Regions from separate parts of the Zea mays genome. Here region 2 is linked to region 1. The links are chromatin contacts, called in public Hi-C maps. All regions are on one chromosome and are shown on one strand. The core of a region is the stretch at or near the end of the contact, and the rest is flanking DNA. Distances in the headings are between cores, read along the strand shown. Region 1 holds the start of LOC100194191 (GDSL esterase/lipase). Region 2 overlaps LOC100280067.

Region 1 (6,508 bases), core at 1,039-3,538:
ATGACATCTATTACTACTCCAACCATTGTACATTCATTCACGACCTTCTGACATGCCTGAGGCTATTAAAGCGGACCATATCATAAAAACTTTATTCAACTTTCACAAGGGCTTCGATCCTACATCTATAGGCAAGGATAGGTCCTGAACCCATCCAACAGTGACCGACAGAACACGTATTTATGACAAGCCAACATGATCTGAAGAAAATTTCGATAGCATAACCTCGTTGTTCTCTAGCTGCACGCCAAGTATGGTGCAGTGGAGAACAGTGAGGTTATGCCACCGAAATTTTCTTCAGGTCCTACTGACTTGTCATAAATCAGCGTCATGTCGGTCACTCCGAGGCTATCCATAATAGGGACAATTTCATATGGATACGTCTCACATATGTCAAGCACGTGAGACGAACCTATCTGAAACGAGTGACACATAAGTTTCGCTATAAAAACAATACTATAACACATGCTAATAAGGAAATGACTAAAATAATAATATAACACACTTATCAACCTAAATAATAAAGCATGTTACTATGAAATTAAATTAAAACATCTCTAAACTCTAAAACCAAATTAAATGTGCTGTTAATGGAATCAAACTAAAGAATAACTCATGTTAATATGAAATTTAAGTTAAACGTTATATTAGTTAATAGAATCAAACAATATTTGAACGGTCTAATCAAATAACAACTAACTAACCATACATAATAAAAAATGTCTAATCAAACAATAAATACAGTATTAATCATTAATTTCGGCGTCTAATTAAAATCGGCCACCAAAAATAAATAATAAAATGCAAACAAAATATTAACCTCTTGCAGCCGGTGTCACGATGGTGATGGTGAACAGACGGAGTCACAGTCGAGGACGAGGGCTGCGTGGTGAGGCAAGTGTGGCTTGCACTGGAGGCGGCGCTGCGGCACAGCGAGGAGGGCCCAGCAAGGCACTAGCGGTCAGGGCGGGGCCAGTGCGGCGAGCCAGCGTGGATTCTCGACGAGGAGAGTGCGGCGTGGCGGTGGCGCACGACCATGGGCTTCCGGCGAGGAGGGCGCGGACGGGGCCGGCTGGAGGCGGCGCTATGCGGCGGTGGCGACCGCGGGTGGGGGCAACACGGCGTGATATGGCAGGTGTCGAGAAAGGCCACAGTGCGTGGCGCACAGAGACGACATGGGGAAAGTGCACGTGGGAAGAGAGAGAAAGAGGAGGTCACGGGGCCTATAAAAACGTTAACCTTCGGTGGCCATTGAGGTGGCTACTGAAAATACGTTAACTTTCTGCGATTAGAGCATCTCCAATAGTTATGTAAATTTAGCACCCTAAATTATAGATTTAAGAAGTTCCTAAAATACTTTAAGAAGTAGAAAAATGTATGTGCTTCAACAGTTCCCTATTTATTGGTTGCTAATTTTAAAAGTTGTCTATGTCAATATAAAATAAGCGAGCATGCTTTCTATTTTTAACTGAGTCGGCGGTAGAAATCAATATCAACAATCTTCTCTGATGTCTTGAGAGGTCGAAGTTACCGATGGAAGATCAGACCGTCACGGTGATGGCGTGAAGACATCACAGGATGTGCTCTGACGACGCCTCGACGTAAGAGGTTGTGTAGCAGTGACGACATCAAGACATCTGGGCGCTCCCGATGGATTTGTGGTCAACAGGACAGTGGGACAACGCAAAACAATGGTAAAAGTGTGATTTTCACGATGGATTTATTACCAACGTTGATTTAGGGAGTCCCAACAAGGTTGGTAAATGTAGGGATGAAATTGAGTTTTGTAGGGAGTTTGTAAATTTAGGGAACTGATTTACATAACTGTTGGAGAAGAGTTTTTCTTGAAAACTTGTTAAATTCATATTTAAGGATTTGTTTACATAACTATTGGAGATGCTCTTATGTACCATGCCGTCGTTTTTACATTAAATTTCGACGATTTTTGTTAGCCGACGAAAATTAAAATTTATTTTCGATGACTGAAATTTGGTCGGCGAAAATAATGCCAACCGGCGAAAATGGTTGTTCCTCTTGTTGTGGCATATAAATCTATCAAATCAGAATATTGCAGCAACGTCGAAAGCTGCCGCCCCAGCCGGCCTTATTATTGCACATGCACACACGACACGATGACGAGGACCTGCTCATTTTTGTTTTCCCCTTCTAGCAGTCAACGACTATTTATGCGTGCCCGGCAGAGAATCAGTAGGGAGATACGATCAGTCAACTCGCACGGCCTCGACTATAAGGAGGAGCACGTAGCTGATCCCTTTTCACCCACCAAACTCCACACAACTCACAGCTTTTTCAGTGTGGGCTAGTAGTAGGTAGCTGTATTAGAAGTTTAGAACCAGTGACCCACCGTGGTGGTGGTGGTGGGCTACAGCCACTCAGCCATGTCGTTGCTGCCGTGCCTGCTCGTGCTATCGTCCCTGCAAGCGCCGGCCATCGTCGCTGCTTCTGCAGCTGCAGGTGGCCGACCGCCGGCGATGTTTGTGTTCGGGGACTCCACGCTGGATGTGGGCAACAACAACTACTTGGCGGGGCCGGGCGTGCCCCAGGCCAACAAGCCCTACTACGGTATCGACTTCCCGGGCTCCGTTCCCACTGGACGATTCAGCAATGGCTACAACATCGCTGACTACCTCGGTAACAAAACAATACATTTCCTGCATGTTTTTATTTTTTTGTATACGCGCTACATACATGCTTGCATGGATGTGCAGCAAAGAGCATGGGGTTCGCGTCTAGTCCTCCGCCATACCTGTCGTTGGCACCTAGCACCGGCCGTCTGGTCCTCACAGCTCGTGGCAGCGGTGTCAGCTATGCTTCCGGAGGAGCTGGGATCCTCGACTCCACTGTAATACAGTAGTGTTATTTCATTCATGCATCGTGTGTGTGTGTTTATCAGATATAGCGAGATCAAAAATGTAATTACGACCTGAAATGCAGAACGCGGGCAACAACATCCCATTGTCGAAGCAGGTGCAGTACTTCAAGTCCACCAAGGCACAGTTGGTCACGAAGCTGGGCTCCCGTGCGACCCACCTCCTGCTCTCCAGGTCCGTCTTCCTCTTCAGCGTCGGCAGCAACGACCTATTCGTCTTCGCCACCGCGCAGGCGTCTGCGCACAACAACAAGTCAGCTGCCGACCAGCAGCGTGACGTCGCCACGCTCTACGCAAGCCTCATCTCCAACTACTCAGCAACCATCACTGTAAGTATGCACTCCTATGTATTCCGTACGCATGTGGCGGATCGGAGCAATCAAGAAGATCGATATATACATTACATCCATCATTCATGCACTGCAGGAGCTGCACACCATGGGCGCGAGGAAGTTCGCCATCATCAACGTGGGGCTGCTCGGCTGCGTCCCCGTGGCGCGGCTGTCCGGCGGGACGAAGACGGGCGCGTGCTTGGACGGCCTGAACGAGCTCGCGTCGGGCCTGGACGACGCCCTCGCGGTCCTGCTCGCCAGCCTCGCCTCCCGCCTGCCGGGCTTCACCTACTCGCTCGCCGACTACTACGGCCTGTCGATGGCCACCTTCGACGACCCGGGGGCGTCGGGGTACACGGACGTCGCCGACGCGTGCTGCGGGGGCGGGAGGTTCGGCGCCGAGGCGGACTGCCTGCCCAACGCCACGGTGTGCAGCAACCGCGACCAGCACGCGTTCTGGGACAGGGTGCACCCTTGCCAGCGCGGGGCGATGCTCACCGCGCAAAACTTCTACGACAGCCGCCCGGGCCGATACACAGCGCCCATCAACTTCAAGCAGCTGGCTTCCACCAGTTTATGAATTATGATGATCTTCATATGGATAGAACAAAGGAAAACCACCGTACGTCGAGTATATACACAGGGCCTATCCTTAATTATTATCCCTTAATTAATTTATTTTCCAACCTTCAAGTTTATACGTATAGTATATTTAATGTCTATGGAACACTATGTAACAATAATATGAAAGTTTTTTTGACCTGAAATTGTAAGAGAAACCCTCAAGCTCAAAGCATGCGGTGGATTTAATTTTCACAGACGGATTCAGTCGCCAGTGTTATTTGTAATAGCGGTTACTTAATAAAACCGACACTAGAAATCATATTTCTACATACGGTTCGTTAAGAAGACCGTCTATTGAAATTCATGAATTCTAGTGGCGATTTTTTATGAAACCGTCACTAGAAATCGAATTCTAGTGACGGTTTTCATAAGAAACCGTAGCCACAAACAACCTCGAATGATAAAACTAACAATATAAAAGTTGTAAATCTTGAAAAGTTATAAAACTTTGTAGTTGACAACCTTTTCATTTGAAATCACCTCGGCTCTCAAAAATTGCATTCGAATTTGTGAAATTCAAAATGCAAATTTTGCAAACAACCTCGGATAGAAAAAGTATCAAAATAAAAGTTATAGAACTTCAAAAGTTTTAAAACTTTGTAGTTGAGAACTTTTTCGTTTGAATTCGTTTACAACCTCAAATAGTCAATTTATAGTTGGATTGTTCTAATATATGGGCAACAAAACTGCAATATAGACAGAAATCACGTCATAGGTGGAGGGTGAGGTTGTGGGTTTGATTCCCACCTACCACGTCACAAAAGATGATGTGACTTCCTCCATAGTTGATGCATAAACGAAAGTATATTTTGTTAACCATCCTTATTTCTGGACCTACACAATCTGGAGTTGACATGGATGTATTTTTGAAGCCCTTAATGGAGGATATGAAAATATCGTGGGAAACTGGTGTTCAAATATTGAATGAGTAACGTAAAGATTCATTCACGTTGAAAGCAAATCTTTTGTTACGATCAACGATTACCCTACCTTCTTCACATTATCAGACCAGATTAAGGGAAAGGTTGGTTGCATAGTATACATTGATGGAACTACTTATGTGTCCCTTTCTGCATTTAAGAAGATATTGTACATGCAGCACAACCAATTTTTATTGGAAGGACACAGGTACTGCATGAGAAAAATGGATAAGTACTTCGACAATAATGATGAACTACATTCTACTGCTCCATCGGGTAACAATAAAGGTCAAAGAGTTTTTGAAATAGTCAGGAATATTATATTTGTTTTCGAAACCAAAGGAAGTAGAATGCCAAACCAAAGACGGAAATAAAAGAAAGGATGCCAAACCAGCTCCTGGGGTTACTGTCACGGAACCTCCCAAGGTATTAGACCCACCTACAGATGTCCTTGTCCTAAGGACCTCAGACAGTCATGCAGGTGCGCATAATGACTCGGCAAGTTCGATTATCTGTATCTTCATCATATCGCCCAAGAGCGCTTAACCCGTCACACGGACATTACACATAATCGGAGAAGAGAACGAGCGGAAAGGATTACAATAATATAATTTACATTCATATCAAAATATAGAGAGAGTAATTATTACATAGCCAGGTGTACGAGTGTGGAACTTATTATTACATAACTGGGAGGCAAAACATCCCCCCAAATAAGTTTATTGATCTTCCTCCTGCTTTGGCACCACCTTTGAGCAGGAACAACAAAACTCGGTTGTTTCATCACCTACAACAACATGGGTTCGAAAACCCTGAGTACGGAGTGTACTTTCGCAAGTCTTACGTGTCAAAGGAAAAAGACTCTCAAGGATATGCTGGCTTTTGGGAATCAAGGTAAAGTTTAACAAGATTCAAAGACTGTTTGCAGAAAAGCTTACTATACGTGGATCCTTAAAAATCCATTTTTATTATTAGGTTAAGTAGTTACCTGCATCTAGAGTTCTTTCTATCCTAGATCAGGCACTTAGCCTATGCTAGCCGTCTTTTATCATTCCTTCGATTCACTTGATTGCTACGTGTAGGGCAGTGACCAAGTCTTCATGTCCGAGAAGTAACGGCGATCTGAATCGATTAATACCCAGATGGGGATCTCCAACCACATGACATATGTAGCACTTAACCCTTACATATGTCAACTCACCACCAGGTTTCTCAAGACCAGAATGGGTTCACGCCAACCGAGAGCACAGATACTCCACCGTCCAGCCTCTTGCCACGGAGGGTACACTCTACTCTCGCCATCTCTCCACTCCCATTACGTGGTGGCCTTTCTGGTATTGGTCCGACCGAGGCAAAGCTTACCCATGACGAGGCATGTGGCCAGTTAAAAGGTCCTCGATCATCAAGCCTACATCGGCTCGGTCCTTAAGCGACTCAGACGGAGACACTACACCGAGACTTCCTTCTCGTGCAAGTCACCCGCCCGGTCTCATCTTTATCATTTACATCCCAAAGTTTGGTACCTAACAGAGGTACATCTTTTCTGATGTTGAACCCATCATGGCCATGATGGATTCACCATCATAAGTCTTTTCTTTGTAAAAATTCTCATCCCATATGAAGCATCACCTTTTGTTTAAAACAAAGCATTTTTTTGTTTTCTAAAGCAAAGCTAAGCATCAAAAAGCTTTAAGTAAATCAGGTAGCAAGGAATGGTAATCAGTTCCAAGGAAGGGAATGCA
Region 2 (6,508 bases), core at 2,680-5,179, 210 kb after region 1:
TCAAAATTTAGCCTACGCTCCTTATATTATGGCTCTAATCAAGGCTAAACTTGATTTGAGGGGCAGTGTGAGATAGCTCACACTCCTTTTAGGCCTTTCAGGAATGAGATTGGTTTTCTCAACAGGCCTCTCACCCCATTTCCTAATGATGAGGGAGTTTCTGCATATTACTATGCCGCTCAGCCTGAGGCACATCCAGCTCAGCAGACGCCACCTTCTCCACCTCCTCATCAGCAAGGACAGTACTGGCAGCCTGCCCTTGGTTACTTTGATCCTTATTTTCAGCAGATGCAGCATGGGCTCTAGACTCATATGGATGGACGGTTTCAGGGCATGATGACACATGCGGATGGCCGCTTTGATGCTATGCAGTCTCATTTTGATGGCCAATATTCTGCTCTGAATAATAGATTCACTGTTGTTGATACTCAACTTGATGGGGTAGATTTTAAGTTTGCTGATCTCCGCACTCATATTCAGAATACTGTGCATGATCCATCATAAGCAGAATGAACAACATGCAACAGAGCTTTCAAGACAATACGGGTGCTCTGCCTAGTCAATTTGAGGCTCTGTCTACCCATGATAGCATTCATTCACTTGATGAGAGGCAGCAGTAGCTTCAAAATTACTTCAGCCAGTTCACCTCCATATTTGATAGCTTCAGCTCCCATTACTACAACATATGTCCGCGTCCCCCACCTGATGCGTAGTGACGCCCCTCCTTTATGGAAATTGATGCCAAAGGGGGAGAGAAATGAAGATGGGAAGATGACAATCAAGGGGAGCTCGCATGTGGACATTCGGACATTTATTACATATGCATGTTTATTATGTTTATGTTTTATTATGTTGTATATTGTTGAGTTGATAAACTATGTTATTTCAAACTTTGTTTGACTTCTTAAGGTTCTATTAGTTCGAAATCTTATGAACTTGTAATGGTTAATTGAGGTGTTATTTCTCTTGCTGCGTCCATGTCTCATATTATTATACTTGCATACCTCGATAACCATGATTGTAGGATGATCTCCGCCAAAACTCAGATATAATATGTGTGTGAATTCTTCAACTGTATATTCTTCATGCACACATGTAGGGGGAGATACTCCTACATTTTGAGTTTTCTGTGCTGACTTATCAACATTTCAGATGAACTTTAAATCAAGATAAGTCACTCAAAACTCATCTCAAATCTTTCTTATACCCAGTATGTAAGGAAGGTTTGAGAAACAAAATATACTTTCTATAAAATATGCAGTGTTGTCATCAATTACCAAAAAGGGGGAGACTATGAATCATCTAGGCCCCTTAGTGGTGTTTTGGTAATTAATGACAACTGCTTGTGGACTAATAGTTCTTGGAGAAATAAGAATGTAGGATTGGACCACAGGAAATAGGAAGGTTTTGGAGACATAGAACCATTGGTTGTGGATCGAGTGAAGGCAAAGGTATAACGTAGGTTTTTTTTGCCGGTCATCGGGAGTTTAGAGAAGTAATTGACCTGATTAGTAGGCTAGATGGTCGTACTATTAAGAGGGGTCAATGAACTTGATCGGTGTAAAACTTAGTGCCTCATAGAGCATAAATTGTTGTATTTGCATGAGGACTAACAGCGCTTCGGTTTCCAAAAGTCAAAGTCTTTTGTTAAAGCGCAATCTAAAATTACTGAATTCTGGGGTCGACGGACTGTCCGGGCCATGAGGCCGGACCGTCTGCGACTGTGCTAGAGGGGTCTGCTGGCGCACATGTCCCTGTGTTCTTATGCGGACCGTCCGGCCAGGGTTGGCGAACCGTCCGCATGTGTCAAAATACCATATGATGTGTTTTTATGACTTTGTACTACGGACTGTCCGGGGTTTTTGCCTGGACAGTACGTGGTCCAGGGACGGACAGTACGACCATGGTTGGCGGATAGTCCGCTCGTGTTGTTCAATTTGGTTAGTGCTCTGGCATTTCATATTGACAGGTCCCGGACCGTCCGGCTTAGGCTCAAAGATCAAGTCGTGTCTTGATAGTGGAGCAAGTGAGAGCTTGAATTCCACCTCAACGTGGATTAGGGGTAATCGACAAATCACCGATACCACGAGATAAATCTCTGTGTCATTCTCTCACTCTTTACTTATTACTTGCAACTTGCAAGTAGTTAGTAATTTGTGTATTGTCTATCATTTGTAGAATTGACATAAATTACTCATCATATTTTATTAGCCTATCATAGCTTGGAAATGTATATCTCTTGTTGTTTTGATTAAATTTCTCTAATGTCTTTAATTTTAGTTAAAACTGTCTTTTCACCCTCCCCCTCTCTAGCCGGTGTCCTAGATCCTACAAGTGGTATCAGAGCTTTGGACTCCATTATTTGTGGATTTAACCATCTTGGAGTTGGACAAAATGGCTAGTAACAACAATGTGCACATTAGGAAGCCACCGTATTTTGATGGGAACAATTATGACTATTGGAAAATAAGAATATCAATGCATCTTAAAGCTATGGGAGAAAAGATTTGGCCTATTGTTAGAGATGGGTTTGTCGTATTGAAGCAAGATGAACCATCACTTATTGACAATGAGAATATTCTAACCAATGATCAAGCCATGAATGTGTTCTATGATGCTCTAGACGTAAATGAGTTCAACCGCATAAAAAATCTCACAACCGCTCATTAGATTTGAACCAAGCTAATGAAAATTCATGAATGAACTACAATTGTGAAGAGTGCAACTCGGTTTGTTAACGAGACAGCTCGAGCTGAGTTCAAGCCAGCTCATTAGCTTAAATGAGCTAGCATTTGTGAGCAAAACAAAGCCTCCACTTGTGTTGGATGAACTAATAAGTGATGTACTGCATTAATTAGGTGTTGAATTCATGTGGTATGTGAAATTATGAGTACTATTACTCTATTCAAGTGTTAAATTGATCTAGAATTAATTAGTGATTGATTATATTGTTGTGTAATATATACATATTGTTTTTTGTTGTAGCTCACAAGCTAAACGTGCCAGCTCGAGCTCGCAAATGAGTCGAGCCGAGCTGGTTTTCTGGCTCGATTTCTTAACGAGCCGAGTTAGCTCGTTAACTTAATGAGCCAGCTCGAGCCCAACGTGCCGAGCCAAAGTGGCACCATATCTAGCCCTACCAAAGACGACGCAAAGGACAAGGGCCATCCCGCCGACCATACTGCTAAGAGGGCTCGGATTCATCTCTTATCACAACAACTACGTGACAACCCTTGTACTCCTGGGCTTCCCCTTGCGACTATAAAAGGTGGAATCTAGGATCTCCGAAGGGGGGAGAAAAAACACAACACTTGACCGCTCACTCCATTCCTGGTATTGGCACCGGCCTTAATCATTTAGAGATTTAGGACCTACTCCTGTCTCGACTAGCTTGTATCACCTACTATGAGCACCTATGTGTAAGATAATATAAATCTCATCCACCATCGCTAGAATTATGGTCTTCTCTTGCACAAATTCACTTGTTGGTTGGGACCCTCTGGTTAAAACACCGACACATAACAGTAGCCAGTAGACACAAGCAAACAGTCTTCATCGGTACAATTCATTTCAATTCACAGAATTCTGGATTCCGTAGCAATAACAACACTTAGTCAGCTACCCCGAAGATAGAGGCCTAAATAGATAGAGGCCTTATTTCCTGGCACTTATTCAGAACAACTTTGAGCAAGTCCATAATAAGCCTAAACACGGAGGCATCATGCAGGGCACTGTCCATCTGCCTCTTCAAATTGACAACTGTAAGTGGAAGCTCTAAGAAGGAGCGCCAAGGTAAGACGCCAGCCGCAGGATGTCGCAGAAGACGCCACCCGCAGTCACCTCCGCGCCCGCGCCTGGGCCCCGCACGATTAGCGGCTGCTCCTTGTACCTCGAGGTGGTGAATGCGATGATGTTGTCGGAGCCGGAGAGCTGCGCGAACGGGTGGTCCCTCTTGTACCTACGTAGCTCCACCTGTCCCCTCTTGTTCACCGTATCCACCACTCCAACGTAACGCAGGACCTTCAGATGGAATAAGGGAAGGGAATCTGAATCACCTCTGCTCAAGTAATGTTGGAAATATGCAGGCGAGAATGGATCCAACAAAGCAAAAGCTAGATCTCATAACATCGCACAATCCAATTGTCATATATATCCCGAAAGAGAGGTCTGTCTACTCACTTCGTCTGCAGCATCAGCATCACTGCGTTGCCTGGCCCAGTCCTCGTCAAAGGATGGTAGCTTCTGCATGAATTCATCTGCTGACGAGCATGCCTGTGTGATAAAAACAAATTAGGGAGAGTGAAATACAAGGCATTATTTGCTAAGAGGAGAATCATCTTACTGCAAGTGTTTCTGGCACAAGGCTCTTCACAGGAATATCAGAAAGTTCAAGCCTCAAACCTGATTCCCTTGCAAGGATAATGACCTATTCCAATAGGGAAAAGAAGTATGAGTAACTAATAAAGGATGAGGGAAAATAAAGTACAATAGATGTAATTTTGGTTCTCTGCTTTTGAAATCAATCAAAAAGTGTGAAGCTGAGGGCATAACAATCTTTTCTTCCTCATCTAGTATTCTAGTGTCCTGGATACAAAAACTACAAATTTGTGATGGCCTAAGGACAAATCAAACATAATAATGTCCTACAAGCAAAGCCATACTTTTTTTCTCGAAAAAAACGTAGGAGGACTGCGTTTTAGATATATATTAAGAAGAGAGAGACAAGGGTCTAAAGAGACCTAAAAAAACAACGCACTCCTTATGGAGGTCAGTAACACTCGTACATGAAAGGATCCATAAAAACACACACACTCCCTACAACAACCTATGTTGGGGGGGGGGGCAGCCAAGGAGAGCCCTTTGGCTCCAGCAATTTCCCAGCAAAGCCATACTCTTCAGTGTCCAAAACACACTTTCCCCATTATCTCTGGTCATATCCTCAACCTTTTAGTTTTATATGTTCTGTAAGGACTCTTGCTGATCCATCCATAATACAGATAGCATAAATTGTCCCATTCAATGAAAAAAAGAAAAATAATCAGAAACTGTCTACTGTGCTGATAAATTGAAAAAACAGTGCCCAGTGTATAGGAAAGAATAAGTATGATATTCAATAACCGTTTGACAGAAACAGGGTCCACCTTTCGGGCAACATCAGTTCCAGATAGATCATCTCTTGGGTCAGGTTCAGTGTATCCCGCCTCTTTTGCTTCAGCAACGACATCACTGAATGCCCTTGTTCCTTCGAAATTATTAAATATATAACTCAAAGTTCCACTGCAAAACAACTTCTGTGTCAGCCATCAATAGATTGATACTGAATTTATTGAATAAAGAATGATACTGAATTTATTGAATAAAGAATGATACGGTTTGGTTGGTGCCCTAGTTTGCCACAACTAACCTCCAATAAACTGTAGCTGCCACATAAAGTACGGCGAACAAAATCAAAGCCACGCTTGTGACAAATTTTGGCAAGAAAATGAGTCTAGCCGTATGGGACAAGGCACTAAAGCTGTGGTGCAACCCATAGTTCTTTTGTAGTTTACCAAAGTTGCAGAGTGGCACAGTAAAATTCTTGTAGCCTGGTCAGAAACATACACACAAACCTGAAAATGCCCTCAATACGCAGTATCTTGTCACCCGTCTCCAGAAGACCTCGCAAGGTACTAATGATTGGGAGGCCAGCACCAACAGTTGCTTCATAAAAGTAATGAGTGTACGAGGCACGTTGCAGAGTCCGCAATTTCAGGTACTGTATCCAAAGAAAAGTAAAAAATTCTTAATCAGTAAACACTGCAGTAGCAGATGTGCATTCTGTATGGAATGAGTGATTATGTCTTAAGATTCACAAATCACAGGTTTTATGTCTTCCAAGATTCGAGGCTTATGCCTTTAAGATTCTTGGATTAGCCATGATCAGTTCATAACAATCATTGATACAATTCATGTGCACAAATTAACTGACAATCAATTAAATACAGTTCAGTGATCATTAAAAACAATTATTTAAGACAAAAGTATAAAAAAGTTTCATCAGCCAAATAATTACCTGATCAAGTGGCCCAGAATTTGCTTTCTTATTTGGTGTGATGACATGAATACCCTTCTTTAACCAATTATAATAGTGGGATGCAACACTTGTATCTGCTGTGCAGTCCACCAAAACTTTGTTTGGAAATACGTGATTATCGGATAAATGATGAACAAAACTATCAATATCAGCTGGTTCTGCTTCCTTTTTTAGAAGTTGTTTCCACTGGGTTAAGTCTATTCCCCTACAGAAAAAAAAATGGAAATTTTGTGAAATATTAAGGAAACCATAATTATAGTAGCAAAACCCCATAAAAGAAACACAAAGCTTTAGGTCAGGAAAAAAATATTTTGGTGAAATAAATAAATATCCATGTGTGTTTGAGTGACATGCAAAATATCTTAGTTTTTAAACAAAATTATATGTTGGATCATTCCTTCCTATAATGTGCCAGATAATACATAATTATTCGCA

The links. A called contact is a pair of places that touch in the nucleus more often than the background predicts.
Region 2: a Hi-C map of ear shows a contact between it and region 1, with 2.2 times the contacts expected there. The contact joins the enhancer-like site here to the promoter of LOC100194191 in region 1. A contact is called at or near these places in 2 of 25 Hi-C or Micro-C datasets (ear and leaf).

Annotation. Positions count from the first base shown.
Region 1 is chr7:84,252,546-84,259,053 of Zm-B73-REFERENCE-NAM-5.0, forward strand. It overlaps LOC100194191 (GDSL esterase/lipase), which reads left to right and starts at 2,289. Exons shown (of 4, transcript NM_001139236.1): 1 at 2,289-2,652; 2 at 2,730-2,863; 3 at 2,956-3,219; 4 at 3,317-4,056. The coding sequence starts at 2,400. The coding sequence ends at 3,802. It overlaps LOC103632524 (a long non-coding RNA gene), which reads right to left and starts at 1,178. Exons shown (of 5, transcript XR_555993.3): 1 at 821-1,178.
Region 2 is chr7:84,457,547-84,464,054 of Zm-B73-REFERENCE-NAM-5.0, forward strand. It overlaps LOC100280067, which reads right to left. Exons shown (of 19, transcript NM_001361016.1): 14 at 6,053-6,278; 15 at 5,610-5,755; 16 at 5,142-5,277; 17 at 4,343-4,426; 18 at 4,180-4,272; 19 at 3,504-4,020. The coding sequence ends at 3,775. Among protein-coding and RNA genes, the nearest start is that of LOC100280067, 14 kb to the right of the region's middle. Within about 2 kb of position 3,930, at least 6 of the 20 cell types and tissues checked have an H3K27ac peak or open chromatin away from gene starts, as enhancers often do. A contact at or near this core is called in ear and leaf, where this site is marked.